Regions from separate parts of the Sus scrofa genome. Here region 2 is linked to region 1. Evidence: chromatin contacts called from public HiChIP or PLAC-seq data. All regions are on one chromosome and are shown on one strand. Each heading gives the region's core, a stretch centred on a gene start, on an enhancer-like site or on the middle of the called end of the contact. The rest is flanking DNA. Distances are from core to core; before and after follow the strand shown. Region 1 holds the start of MAN1A1 (mannosidase alpha class 1A member 1). Region 2 holds the start of ASF1A (histone chaperone ASF1A).

Evidence for each region. HiChIP or PLAC-seq counts read pairs in DNA pulled down with a chosen protein or histone mark.
Region 2: a contact with region 1 is called in an H3K27ac HiChIP or PLAC-seq map of alveolar macrophages. The contact joins the promoter of ASF1A here to the promoter of MAN1A1 in region 1. A contact is called at or near these places in 1 of 5 promoter capture datasets (fetal liver) and 1 of 2 datasets of contacts at active chromatin or transcription factors (alveolar macrophages).

What each region holds. Positions count from the first base shown.
Region 1 is chr1:42,728,905-42,731,604 of Sscrofa11.1, reverse strand. MAN1A1 (mannosidase alpha class 1A member 1) reads right to left here and starts at 1,436. Exons shown (of 12, transcript NM_213885.1): 1 at 512-1,436. The coding sequence starts at 1,132.
Region 2 is chr1:43,213,700-43,216,399 of Sscrofa11.1, reverse strand. ASF1A (histone chaperone ASF1A) reads left to right here and starts at 1,381. Exons shown (of 4, transcript XM_003121238.4): 1 at 1,381-1,938. The coding sequence starts at 1,830. All of the region lies in intron 7 of MCM9 (DNA helicase MCM9), which reads right to left.

The DNA of each region.
Region 1 (2,700 bases), core at 187-2,686:
TCTGTCAGTACACACAGGACGCCACCTGGCAGAATGCGGCCACGTGACTGAAACAGGGTGTGCTGGCTTGCTGTTAGAATCTTTCTATCATGGGTGATTGATGCTTCGCGTTTACATTCAAGCTTCATTTCAAAGCCACGACCAAGCTTTATTAGGGGGGCTGTTTGGGACCTTCACTGCCACTGTTCTCAGCGACGATTAACCGTGTATTGGGCCGTAAAAGAGGTTTGCACAGCACCTACCCATATATTTAAGACCTACCTTGTGTGGCTTATGCTCACCGAGCATGCAAGTTAAAAACAACGGGATTCAACCTCGGATCATAATTGGCCACATCTACTATGATACTGAAAGGAAAACGAAAGAGCCTTTGACACTGCACCAGGTTAAGTGGAAAACCTCGATGTCTCCCCACATTGTAATGTTACAGTCTTATGAGTTTCAAAGGTTTGTCGTTTCTCCCAGAAAAACATCGCAGGTCCGGAAGAATTTCCAGCCTGGGTGCACTCACCTCTTTGATCTTTGCCCTTTTCTCGCGGACAGCGGCGTCGGCCGGCTCCCGGTCAATCGCCCCGATGAGGGGTACTAAGTACACTGGGGGCAGCCTGAACCCCATCCTGTTACTCATCTGGTCCTGGGCCACCTTCTCCTTCTCCATCAGGATATCTCTTTGGATCTCCTCGGGCAGCTTCTGCAGAGTCTCCTTGGCTTCCCTCAAAGCTCGCTCGTGGTTTTCGCGGATCCTGGCCAAGTTGTCCTCTAGGGCGGCCGCGGGGTCCCCGGGAGCGCCCTCTTCACCGGGCCGGGCTCGCCCATCTGCCGCGTCCTCGGCGCGCGCCCCGGGCCCCGGCTTGTGGTCAGCGGCTGGCTGCAGGGCGGGGCTGGAGTGGAACAGGACCCCGCTGAGCAGCTTGGAAGAGTCGGGCAGGAAGAAGATCGCTCCGAAGCAGAGCGTGATGAAGGCGCTGAACACCAACAGCAGCACGAACTTCTCCGTCAGGCGGAAGGCGGAGGGGCCCGACCCCTTTCTGCCGCCGCCGCCGCCGCCGCCGCCGAGCCCCCCACCCAGGCCGCCGCCCAGGCCGCCGCCCGCCGGGCTGCTGAAGAGTGGCAACAGGCCCCCCACCGGCATCGCTCCCGCTGCCACGGCCGCAGGGTTGCCCGCTGTCCAGTGGCCTTGCTCTGCGCCGCTCAGCAGCCAAACTTCGCCGCCGCCCGGCGTCAGCGGCTGCGGGGCTGGGTCCTGTGCATCCAGGCCGCCCAAACCCCCTGCCTGGGCTGCAGGTATCCCTTGGGGAACAACTCCCCTTCGAGTCTTCTCCCCCAAGCGGCTCCTTTGGCAAACAAACACGCGCGACAGACCTCTGGCTGTAGCCCCTGCGGGGAGAGAAACAGTAAAACGTAGTAATTACGATGATGGTGATAAAGTTTCCACCGGTCTCCGCCCTCAGACGGCCGTGCGAGCCACCAGGACAGTTCCCCCTTCACGGAGTTCGGAGTCTGGCTCCCGGCACCGCCCTCGGAAACCACTCTTTGGACTTGGGGTGAAGTTTTCGGGTCTCGGGGGCTGGGTGTCCCGCGCACACCTGGAGCAGGGCCGTGCGCGGGCACCTCCTGGAGAGGGCAGAGCGCCTCCGCACAGGAGAGGCGCAGCGCGGGTGGTGGGCTCGTCAACTTCGCCGGCTCCCCATCCCGAAGCTAGGACTAGCTGTCTCTGCTTCTCAGGCTGAGCGTGCAGTCCGACTGCCCCGCAGCCCTGGATGCTGCTCAGCTGGGCGAGCGCGCCGACCCGCGGGCGAGTGGGAGAGAGCAGGACAGCACTATGCCCTCCACCGCGGCCCCGCGAGCACTACCACCACTGCCGGTCTCTGGGCGGTCGGAAACGAGGGCGGTGACGCGTCCGGAGAGTGATGGCGCGGCAGGGCCAATCGCACGCGGCTCAGGGTCCCGCGGGGGCGGGGCCGAGGCGGGGAGGGGGCAGTGCAGGGAGGGGAGTTACGGGAAGCGCAGCCTCGCAGGGGCCCGGCCGGGGGTGGGGAGGTCGCGGGGCCCGGAGGCGCGAGGCAGCGGGCGGGGCCCGAGGTCGGCGAGTTTATCCCGCGGGGGTTTCGGGCCAGAGGCCCCAGGGGGTGGTTGCTCTAGGGGTGTGGGTTAGGTGCCTGGGCTGATGCGGGATCCCCCTGCGGCCCCCTCGGACCTGCGCCTGGTGGTGCGGGACCTGCCCGGAGGGAGGCCGAATAAGGACGGGGTCTTGCAGAGAACTGCCAGATTTGAACGGTGTGAAGCGCGTCTTTCCTCCAGTTACCCTCTTTTTGCCAAGGGAGGGATTCCCCCATTGCTCCGTTGCAGTTAACCCAAAAGTCCCTCGATGAGGAGCTGTGAATTGGAGAGCTTCTGAGCTCAGCTTTGGAGCTCTCTGGTGGAACATCCTCTAAATCCCAAGAGACCTGCTGGTTTTGTGGCTGCTTGGGAGTCTTCCTATGCATCCTCGCCCCCTTTAAAAAGAAAAAAAAGTTGCGTAGCTCCCCCACCCACTCCCACTTTCAAAATTCATTTACCTCATACAAGTTGGTCATATTTTCCATTTAAAGAAGACAGTTTTATGCTGCCATAACTTCAAGTAATAAATTTCAGCACTGTTGAAATTGTCTTGGATTTGACTACTTCCAGGGAAGTAAGGACTTGGTCCAACAGAAATTG
Region 2 (2,700 bases), core at 132-2,631, 480 kb before region 1:
CCGACAAGGAATCATGAGGTTGTGGGTTCGATCCCTGGCCTTGCTCAGTGGGTTAAGAATCCAGCATTGCCATGAGCTGTGGAGTGGGTCGCAGACATGGCTCGGATTCTGCGTTGCTGTGGCTTTGGCATAGGCGGGTGGCTACAGCTCTGATTCGACCCCTAGCCCGGGAACCTCCATATGCCACAGGAGCGGCCCTAGAAAAGGTAAAAAGACAAAAAAAAAAAGCAACCTACTCAAGTATGAACAAAACTTAAAATTCTGGGCATTATACTGAAACTTTCAGCATAGATGATACTTAAGGAATATTTTCTTTCCTCTAGATTTAATTAGCCAAGTCTAGAGACTTCATTCAAAATTCTTAAGAAAAAAAAGTGGCTTATAAATATCGGTTCTATTAGAGCAGAAAAAGAAAAAAGAAAACCTTTATACCACTCTTACTTGGCAAATAGAAACAGTTCAACAATCTTATAAATGTGTTACGAGCTTATCTTTTCCCTACAAAGATAGTCAAACAGCAAATAGACACTGAATGTGGAATAATCAAGCAACAGTTTCCCTTGTTTGTGGTGCCATAATTTGTATTTACTAACCTTTTAGGTCATGGATTTTTTGAAAATTGCATGTCAGTATTCCTTTGTGATTCCTACTCTCCTTTTCCCTTCTCTATTGATATCTGTTACCTTTTGGTCTCCTCACACTGCAATTTTCTCCTTTTATTTTCCTGTTATGCCCACCACACAGTAGAAACCTGGAGTGTAACTGATCCCACCTCCAGTAATCTTTTTCTTATTCTAGAGTTTCCAGATTGGAATGGGAGAAAGAAGACCGAGGTGCCACCCAAGTATTACCTATTGCACAAAGTGTGTGCGGAAGAGCGTCTTCTCGCCCTTCATTTTGTATCTACTTAACTAACGGCGCTATTGTGCCCAAACGCAGGTATTGGCCAAGAACTACATTTCCAAAATGGCTTTATTCCTTTTGAGTTGGCATCAGTCTATAAAATACAATATACTTCCACTGCAACCAACCCTTTTTCTACACCCAATATTACCCAACATACAGAGGCTGAACCTAAGCTACTGTGGACAACAGATTCACATGTGCTTAATTCAGTAGAGAGCCGGAAAAGCCGTTGGACTGATGTTTAAAAAAAAGCGTTAAAAGAAAAAAACCCACAGCAAGCAATCCCAAGAGGCGGGCGTTGCCTGAGATCACACCCTCCCGCCGCCAGGCCCACGGCGAGCACGCCTCCTCGCCGTGGCCACGCCCCCGCCGCCTCGCCCGTGACCACGCCTCCTTCGACCCCGCCCCGCCGCGGCCACGCCCGACGTGCGGCGCGGGAGCCGCCGGGCCGGGGGGCGGGGCCTGTTCCGCCCCTCCCCCCGCCGCCGCCGCCGGCGGCCTCCGCGCGGGCCTCCCAGCCCGTATTCCACTCACTTTGTTCTCCGCCTTTGTCCTAATCCACACCAGCAGGTGGAGCCGCAGTTAAAGTTTCCGAGTCCATTCCGGGAGCGGGAGCCCATCTTGCTCGCCGCAGAGGCCCTCGCTGGAGGAGGAGGGTCAGAGCTCGGGTGCAGCCAATCGCGGGCAACGCTGCTAGTTATCAGAGCAGAATGGGCTGTAGTTTAGTGAAATAGGAAAGCTGCAAAACACAGTGGAGTGTTCCCGTGTAAATAAAAAGAGGAAAAAAAAGTTTCTCAAGTCGCCGCTGCACGACGTCGGGCCGGCGCCGGGGCGGGGGTCTGCGCTCTCCCGAGCGGCCGCGCGCTGGACTTTATTGTGCCGCAACAAGCCCCCGTTCCCATTGTTTGTGTTTTTTTCAAAATATGGCAAAGGTTCAGGTGAACAATGTAGTGGTGCTGGATAACCCTTCTCCTTTCTACAACCCATTCCAGTTCGAGATCACCTTCGAGTGCATCGAGGACCTGTCTGAAGGTGAGTCGGGCGCCCGCCAGCCGCCGGGCTGTCAGTTGCGGGCTGCAGACGTTGAAAGTTTCCCGGGCCCGGCCTCGCGCGGGCAGTCGGTGCTCGGCGCCGGGCGAGCTGCGGTCTCGGCTCTGCGGAGGGAAACTTGAAGTTGATGGACGACGGCCGCCGAGGCGTGCGCGGCGTTCGGCCGCAGCCGGGGCGCCTGCTGCGGCTCAACTTGCGAGGAACTTGTTCGAGCGGAGGTAGCCATGTTGTCAGCTTTGTCTGGCGGGCGGGCGGTTCACGAGACCCGCACTCTCTCCCGCGGCACCGGCCAGGGGTCGCGCCGGGCTGGCCCCGAGCCGCGAATGGCTTCCACGGCCCCCGCGGTCCCGGCGACGAGGTGGAAAGGGAGAGGCATGTGTGTGGTCGCGCCGGCGAGTTAGCAGCGGAGCCATCTTACCAAGAGTAGAGAATTGGGCCACCGACCCCGGCGTCACGACGCCTCCTCTCCGCGGGTGACGAACACGGCGCCCCGCCTGCCCACCTTCCTGCCCCGGAGCGAGAGGCAGATCCATTTTTAGAGCTAATGCCGGAGTTACCGTACACTCCTGGGTGGCCATGCCCGGCCGCTTCGGGGAGGAGAGCGAGGCTGTCCTCGCGCTGATTTCTGGCTCCCTCGACCAACCAGCGGGGGAGGCGGGCGCAGGCTCGGCCCCTCGGCGCCGCGGGCCGGCGACGGCGCTCCCCGGGGGCCGCGGGTGCTCCCGGGCCGGCGCTCCAGGGCCG